Linked DNA regions of Ovis aries: regions 2 and 3 are each linked to region 1. Evidence: chromatin contacts called from public Hi-C data. All regions are on one chromosome and are shown on one strand. The core of a region is the stretch at or near the end of the contact, and the rest is flanking DNA. Distances in the headings are between cores, read along the strand shown.

Evidence for each region. A called contact is a pair of places that touch in the nucleus more often than the background predicts.
Region 2: a Hi-C map of tail adipose tissue shows a contact between it and region 1, with 2.5 times the contacts expected there. The contact joins the enhancer-like site here to the promoter of MED13L in region 1. A contact is called at or near these places in 2 of 16 Hi-C or Micro-C datasets (hypothalamus and tail adipose tissue).
Region 3: a contact with region 1 is called in a Hi-C map of mesenteric adipose tissue, with 2.9 times the contacts expected there. The contact joins the enhancer-like site here to the promoter of MED13L in region 1. A contact is called at or near these places in 3 of 16 Hi-C or Micro-C datasets (mesenteric adipose tissue, omental adipose tissue and skin fibroblasts).

Annotation. Positions count from the first base shown.
Region 1 is chr17:58,647,693-58,650,422 of ARS-UI_Ramb_v3.0, forward strand. MED13L (mediator complex subunit 13L) reads left to right here and starts at 1,301. Exons shown (of 31, transcript XM_015101660.4): 1 at 1,301-1,564. The coding sequence starts at 1,493.
Region 2 is chr17:58,577,657-58,580,645 of ARS-UI_Ramb_v3.0, forward strand. The region is part of intron 5 of LOC121816951 (a long non-coding RNA gene); the gene reads left to right. Among named protein-coding and RNA genes, the nearest start is that of TRNAS-GGA, 7.1 kb to the left of the region's middle. Within about 2 kb of position 1,300, at least 11 of the 54 cell types and tissues checked have an H3K27ac peak or open chromatin away from gene starts, as enhancers often do. A contact at or near this core is called in tail adipose tissue, where this site is marked.
Region 3 is chr17:58,751,947-58,754,646 of ARS-UI_Ramb_v3.0, forward strand. All of the region lies in intron 2 of MED13L (mediator complex subunit 13L), which reads left to right. Among named protein-coding and RNA genes, the nearest start is that of TRNAC-ACA, 100 kb to the left of the region's middle. Within about 2 kb of position 1,360, at least 4 of the 54 cell types and tissues checked have an H3K27ac peak or open chromatin away from gene starts, as enhancers often do.

The DNA of each region.
Region 1 (2,730 bases), core at 51-2,550:
AAGGTCTGCTCCAAATCCAGCCCAGTAGTGTCTGGTAGTTTAAAAAATACATATATTTATATCCTGGCACAAAGCAAGAGGTCAGAAAGCATTTCTGCAACGCATGCATGCATGCGCACAGCGCCTACGAGTAAGGGATTAAAAAGGCATTTCTGGATTCAGAGCATAGTGCGTGGTACACAGTAAGCACTTCCTGGCCTAGGCTTTAAAATCTTGATGCAAGAGCTCCGCTTCGCTGTGTGCCTGAATACAAGGGTTCGAATCCCATCCCCTCCTCTTCCTAGGTGAGCGACCTCGGGTAAGTGTCTTAACCTCTTTGTGCTTCAGTTTTCTCATCTGCAAAACGCGGACCACGGAGTGAGACCTCGAGGAGACACCCCGAAGCACTTGGATCTGCTGTCTGGCCCATGGCGGGCCTCTGCCACCCAGCCGGCAGGGGCGATCGAGGGCACAGGCAAGGAGCCCCAAGCCCTCCACAACCACTGCCACCGGCGTTCCCGTGGCTCGCGGTCGCGCCCAGCAAAGATTCGTGCACCCGAGGGGGCGGGGCGCGGGGCGGCCGGCTCAGCGGCTGACTGCCCGCCCGCCCGCCTCGGAGCCGCGCCGCCCGCACTTCTTTCTCTCCCTCTGTCTCCGTCTCCCTCCCTCTCTCCGCCGGAGAATCCAGCCGCTCTCGGCTCAGCAGCGCCGCCAGCGAACAGTCGCGGCCGCCGCTCCGGCCCCTCCCCCGCCTCCTCCAGTCCCCCCCCGTGCGGCCGGCGCCCGTCACGTGACAAGGCGCCAGCCAATGGCGGGCCGAGCCGCGGTCGGCGGCCGCCATTGCTGTCAGAGCGAGCGAGCCCAGGGAGGGAGGAGAAGCGAGGCTGACTGGGGAGGAGGGGGGGGTGGGGGAGGAAGAGGAAGGAGGGGACGTCGCTCGGCTGCCGGGGTCGCCCGCTGGCTTCGTCCGCACCCCCCCCTTCGCGAGTTCGCGCTCCGCGGCGGCGGCGGCTCCGAAGCGGCGGCGGCGACTCTAGGGCTCGCCTCCCCTCACGCGCCGGCGGGGGCTGAGGGGGAGTCGGTGGCTGGAGATAAACAAGGCGGCGGCGGCGGCGGCTGAGGAACAGGGAAGGCGGAGGCGGCGGTCGGCCCGCAGCGCCGGCCCGGGAGGCAGCGGCGGCCCTGAGAGGCGGGGAGGGCGCCGGGCCGCGCGGACAGCGCCCCCCGCCGCCGCGGGAGCAGCCGCCGCCGCGGGAGCAGCCGCCGCCGCCGCCCGAGCAGGAAGGAGCCGCGCGGCCGCCGCGGACCCCCCCGCCGGCCCGGGCCCGCCGCCCCCGGCGCGGCGTCGCCGCGGCGCCTCTCGCCCGCCCGCCGGCCCTCGCGCCCTCCCCCGGCGGCGGCGGCGGCCGGGCCGCCCCACGCTCCCCGGCGAGGCGCCGCCGCCCGGCCCGGCCTCGCCTCGGACGCCTCGCTCCGACATGCCCCGCTCTGGCGGCCGGGCTCGCGGAGGATCATGACTGCGGCAGCGAACTGGGTGGCGAACGGGGCGAGCCTGGAGGATTGTCACTCCAACCTCTTCTCGCTGGTGAGTAGCCGGGCTGCGGGGAGGGGGCTGTGCCGTGGGGTGGGGGGGGGTCGACCTCCGCCACCGACCAACTTTCTCCTCCCGCCGCCGGGACTTCGCCCCTCCCTCGCCTCTCCCCGCCGTTCGCCTCTTGCCGATTCTCCCCCTTTTGGATCGTCTCTCCTTCGCCTTGGATCCCATCCAGTGTTTATTTGGCTCTTTAAAAATCATTTGTGAGCGCGGCGCTCGGCGTGGAATTTGCATGTGGAAGTCTCAAAGCTGCGGATTCTGGGTCGCACTTCGAACGCCCACCCTCTGTTGCAGTCGCACTCCCCTTCCCCTCCCTTTCCCCCTCTTTTCCCCCCTTAAATGTGGAAGGCTTTTGCCTTGTGTTGCCCGCGCCTGCGATAAGCAGCTTTTTTTCCCCCTTGTGTCGGATCGGCTGCCCGCCCGCCCGCCCGCCTTTTGAATTTTTTAAAAAATTCCATAATGACACCTGCAATTTCGCCCGAAAACAGTTGATTGAATGCGATTGTGTCAGTAAAGGACTCTTGCACCCGAAGCTCCGGCGATTGTAAACATCGACAGCCGCCTGCCTCTCGGGGCTTACTACGCTGGAGAGCCTTAAAGCCATTGCACCGAGCCGACGGAAGGTGGAGAAAGCTTTTTTTCTTTCTCTCCTCCTGTGTCTTTTAAAAACTGTTTTCTCTCTGCTCACAACGAATCCACACACACACACACACACACACACACACACACAAAGCAACAAGCTGGGCGGTTTGATAACATCGCTTTTATCTGTCTTCGCCTCTCTCGCGCTCTCTCTCTGATAATTGACAACTTTTCCTTCGGATTTGAATCGCCTGCCTTAATCTTGAAGCAGTTAGGGTGTCAATTGTTCTCCTGGAAGCCTGGCATCCGACGACGGCGTCTAGATTCATCGAAATTAAAAATGTATAGGGTTCCAGAAACTCTTTCCTGGCGGTGGCAGTGACATTTGGTGGTAAATGCCATCTTTGCTTTTTTTTATTGGGTCGTATTACCTAGCTCTGAAAACATTCACGTTGTTAAACCTGGCGTTTAGACTAATAATTGCAGTGCGTGGTCTTTAAATATGTGCTTTGTGCATGAGTAACTGTATGTATAGCTATGTGCCCGGGAGACTACGAATTTGTTTAAATATTGAG
Region 2 (2,989 bases), core at 50-2,549, 70 kb before region 1:
CCATCAACTCCATGCTTGCTTTTTGTCAGTTTAGCGATCTCAGTGCAAAAAGAGAGCACCTATTGTCACAAAGTTCCTATCAAAGTCCCTGGATTGACCATCACTGGACCACACGCACATGACATGCTCAATCCTGATCCCTGTGTAGCCAGGAGAATGAGACATGCAGGTCAGCCAGGCCTGGGACACATTCCGGTCTCTACAGTTGGGGAGTGGGGCTCCCTCTTAATCCAAACAAAGACTCACAGCAGTGATGGGATGATTCCCCCAAGGTGGGGGTAGGGGGAAATGGATGCTATTCCCAGGAGATAAAATGGTATCTGGACAAACCAAACAACACAGAGTGCCTCCCCCAACTCCCATGAAACGTTTCAGCTGTGTTCCATCTCTGCCTGTGCCAATTTGGGGAGGAGGGGTTCCTGTGGTGAGAGATGTTGGAAAAATTCCTAGTGGCTCTAGGAGACCAAATAGACAGCGTCATAGGAACTGCCAGACATTTCAAGGACAGTTGTTTGGGAAAAACAAGCTTTCAGGGTGTGTGAAGCTAGCAGTTATACCTATTTTGTTATTCTCTACATAAGTTTTCTCCCTCCTTTCTAACAGACTTCAACTCTTCAGAGGTATTGAAATTGGGAACCTCGCATTGAGGGGCCAACTGCTAGAAGCTCACAAGTCAGGGAACTTGCTTCTGTCTTTGCCCTGAACCTGGCAAAGAGAGGTAGGGGAAGTTAGGGAGGCCCCAACCTCCTATGCCTGCATTTCTTGAGCCTTGGCGTCAAGATTGCAGCCAAAGATTTCCACTGAGCTGGCTCACAGACTTTGGGTCAGGCTGGGGCTTCTCAGACACCACTAAGCTGCAGAGGTTCGTAAAGTCCCCATGGCTCATTTGGAATTCACAGCTTTCCCTCATGTCACTTTTGTTCAAAACACCAGTCAACCCTAAGTAAAGGGACACAGCCACCACACAGAACAAAATGCTCTTCAGTCCTGAGCCCTTCAGCTCTGGCTAGTACACGAACACTTTTCTCCTAACACAGGAAATTCAGGAAAACAGGACCAGCTGATTTTTTTTAAGGGGCTCACATATACAAATAGTAATAATAATAAAAACTTTGCAACTTGCCGGGAAACTTGCCCACGGCACTTCTGGCCACTTTTGGGCTGGGTCTTTGTGACGTCACAGGAGCAATCCGCCAATGGTCGGGTGGCTCCAACTTCCTAATCTGCATATTGGTTCGCATTGGTTCAAATTTCAGGACGGTCCTATTGTGGTGGTTTCTCTATATTCAAGGTTACCCACGTCAGACAGAGGACAAACTCCACTTCTGGTCTCCCTGCCTGGCTAGATTTAAGGATTGGAATCAAGGCAGTCAGTCCCTTCTGGGAAAGCGACCTTATAGAGGTTATGAAATCCAGCGGGGCATGGAAGGAGAAAGCGTTGGCAATCTAGAAGGGATGGAGGCAGGAGTTGGCTCCGTGACCTGTGCTTTCCTTTCTTGACCCTACCAGTACTCCTCCTGCATTTCCCAAGTGATTTAATTATCTATTCTTTGTCTCAGAGACGGTTAGCCCTGAAATTTGGATGAGGAGAAATCAGACGCAGGTTACTTAAATTATTGTGCTTGATTTTTATCTTGCTGACTGGTAGCTCAGGCATGTGAATTGAACATGCAAATGTGAGCACAACAACATGCATAATTTAAGATCCTCAAATTAACAAGAGGGAAACAATTGAGTAATCTTACTGCTTTCTCTGAAGCCCAGTTCTCTGAGAATGTTCTTAACTACCCCCCCTCCCCTTAGCTGTCTGAAGGGAGGACTTGGAAAACAGAAGGAATCTGAAGCAGAAGGGTGTATGTAGCTACTAGTGGAAAGGAAAAAGTAGGAAGACTGATGTTAAAATATGGTCATATTTCATTTAGGTATCATTTAATTTGGGTCTGGTGTAAATAACCTCAAACAAGTTTCTCTTTACTTTGTGCTATCTATAAATATGGCATCTATTAGACTTCTGGTTCTCAACCACTAAGGTTTTAATTCAACAGATCTGGGCAGAAATAAAAACTTTTAAACAGGTGTTTTCTGACAGAAGAGGACTACCCTTGAGAAGCTCTGCCTTAATTTTTGAAATATTTACCCCAATGATCTTCACAAACTATTGAAATATCTCAGCAACTGAAATATTTTATTTTATTTATTTTTCACTGTACCACATAGCATATGGGATCTTTGTTCTCTGATCAGAGATCGAACCCACATCTCCTGCACTGGAAGCGCAGAGTCTTAACCAACTGGTCCGCCAGGGAAGTCCCTGAAATATTTTAGCATGCAAACTTTATCTCTCCATTTGCCTGTCATACCCAAAAGCAGAAGCCCCTAGTCCAGACATTCACAGATCTAAACTCGAAAGTGGAGCCACCCTAACTACAGAGAGGTGAAGCAACCACGATAATGTGCCTTGAGGACCTCTTACCACAGGACTCATAGTTGATTGAGACCCCCAGTGCGGGCTCTGATATCCCCAGGGCTGCTGCTCCCAGCCAGTGAATGAGCACAGCAGCTGCGATCCATGGGCCTGCCCGAATGAATCTTCCTCAGATTGCATGACACTCTAGGTTGCTTCCCACAAGACCTGCCTTTCCTCTCCTCTTCACTGGGGGTCTGATAATCCGCCTAACTTCATGGCTTCCTCCCTGTTTTTTCTCACATGGACCTTTCCCCTAATAAAATCCTTTTGCTTTAAATCCTAACCAGGTTTTGACAAGGAAATTAAAAGAGTAACAAGTATAAGAGGGAAGGCATTTGGGGCCCTTTCTTTATTGAGAAGCTCCTCTCCCTACACATTGTCCGGCTCGTGTTCTAAGGGGAAGAGTAGAGTGAATGTCATCTCAACAAAGCAGGTCATATGATGTAGGGGAAGCCCATCCAGACAAGAAGAGGAAGGGCAAGCACTTTCTTGAGGACCTCAGGCATCATTTCATGAACACAA
Region 3 (2,700 bases), core at 110-2,609, 100 kb after region 1:
GGAATTAAATATAAAAATTGAAGGTCAAGATAGGAAATTAGTCAAATTATATTACTTCCCTAATAGGGCTATTTGGAGATGTGATTTTATTAATTCTGAAAAAGATCTCATAGTTAATGTATATATAGTACTGACTCAGATCTTTTCAAAACATCGGTTAATTAACTTCTATGTTAGGTTGATACCTGTGATGACATTGAAACTTTCAGAATATCTTTGAGCCTTAATATATTAAGCATAAAGTTATGGCCCTTACCCTCAGTAGAAATTCATGGACAGATTTTATAAAAATAACCATGCACCTTACACCTCCACACATCTCTTCTGTTAACTCACACCCATGTGGATGTTTCCATAAAGCACTCAGTCTTGAAAGCATATTATTGTCCTTAAAAGAAGTGCTCACATGGGCATGCCCATTGTCAGTTTTATTGAGAACAGTAGAGTAAGGGTGAGATGGTTGGAACGTGTAGGGCGTAAGGGGAGACTTGGAGGAGTGGTTAGAAAAGTGAGTGAATCCACTGGAGCTAGGACCCTGTCATTTATGATATATTTGGTTTGTTAGCTTATATGCAGTTTTTTCTGACAATCCTTGCCTGACATCTCCAATTTGTGTAAACTGACCCAGAAGGAAATGGCAACTCACTCCAGTGTTCTTGCCTGGAGAATCCCAGGGACGGCGGAGCCTGGTGGGCTGCCATCTACGGGGTCGCACAGAGTCAGATACGACTGAAGCAACTTAGCAGCAGCAGCAGCATTGTGCTACTGCCGAAGTATTTTGCCTGTTTGTATTATAGTTGATTGTACCTGTCTCTCCTATAGCTTGGAAGGCTCTTTTTCAGGGAGGGACTGTCTTATTTGCCACTAATCCTCAGGATTTACCTCCTGGTGGATATTCAGTAAATATTTATTGAATGTAATTGCTTTATCCAGTTTCTGATTGATGTTTTTGGGAGCAGCAATGCATGTGGTTGTGTTAGTTTAATCTCAGCACAAAGCATTTGGGAGTTAAGTGCTGGGAAGTGTTTGAGCAGTAATAAATATTTTCAGCCGCCCCCCCCCCGCCCCCCCCGCCCCGATTTCTGACTGCACTCTGCTGAGGCCCTAGGTGCTTGCTTGGCACTGCCTCATGAGTTGCTGCTGGAGAGAGTCCGGTGTAGGTCTCCTTGTTGCCAGGATTCTGCTTTAAAAGTTTGCAAAAGAAGTATCTAGTTGAGTTTCTTCCTACCAGTGAGAACCACGGTCTAGGGGTGGTAGATGGCTGTCCAGCTCCACGTGAAGGAGTTGGAGAGTGGGCTCTCGGCTCCCGGCGCTCTTGCTCTGTGCTGTGTGTGCTGTGCCACAGTGCTTCTGGACAGCTGCTGTAACGCCTGCCAACCTTTAGAAGGGGAAGTGTGCCTCACTACTGTGATGCTTCCATGGTTCGTATTAACTGTGTGTATTGAACAAGTTTGTTTCATTCAGTAGCATTAAAATGTATGTTCACATACGTCATAACACTTTTTAAAAAGCTATTGTGTAAAAATTAGTTGTTACTTAAAAGTGTAAGCTAATGAATACTTAATTTGGGATTTATATATTCCTTTGTGAAAAATTTGAAATTTCCGTTAATTTCATTGTAATTTGACCTCATGATACATTGATGATTTGAATTGTAATGGAATCATTGGAAAACTTGGCTATAAAAATGGTGTAAATTTTTTCTTAGTTTATGTGTTTTTTGTTCCTGTGCAAGTAGTGAAGTAACGTTTATGGAGACGAAATCAGAGTCTGTGTAACTGACTCCATATGGCCAGAAGCATGTCGTGAGTCCTTAAATGGGACAAAGAGATGAAATTTTAATGAAATGTACAGTAATCGTTAGGACCACATTAGCTCTTTATTATTTCACGCTGACACTTTGAAATAAAGAACAGGATGTGGCACATTTATAATTCTTTCCTCTTGAGAACTGGTTAGCATAAAGTTCAAGATTTAATTTAAAAAGCAAGAGAAGCTGGTATTGTGGAATTAAATGTGTACATGCTGCACGTAAGATCTATAGATAACTTTACATATTTATATGTATTCACAAACACAATGCAACCTTTCTAATTCTTTCCAGACAGTTAAATAAACCTGTGTGCTCTTTTAATGTTATATCCTTTTTATAGATGTTAACCTTTCAAAACAAGATAGCATTGTTGGTTTAGTGCTTTTTTCCCTAATATCTCTGAAATTCAATTAAAATATAACTTTAAAGTATGTAAGAACATGGACTATAAGGTAAAATGATCAGATATGAATTATTGAACTTAAAAAAATTACCTGGTCACTTCCCAAGTCTAACTATATATTAAAAGTAATGAGAGGAAATTATATTGCGGTGTTACATAGATCTTAGTAGATTGAAAGTAAAGTAGATTTAAATCTGCCCCACTTTGTTTTCTGTCTGCTTGGTTAAAATGTACTCTGGTATTCTCTGGGCAGACAGCCAATACTAAAATAAACGCTTACCATTGAAACATTTTTTGTAATGTCTCTGTAAGCTTTGAGATTGGGACCTTCATTTGTTGGACATAAAAATCTCAGAGCCCCTATATTGACCCTGTTGTATTCAGTGATGCAGGAAAAAGAATTCATTTATTTGTTTTAAGAAGCTTAGCACTATAGACCTTCAATGCTTAATGTTGCCCTTCTTTTAAAACTTTAGAGAAAACT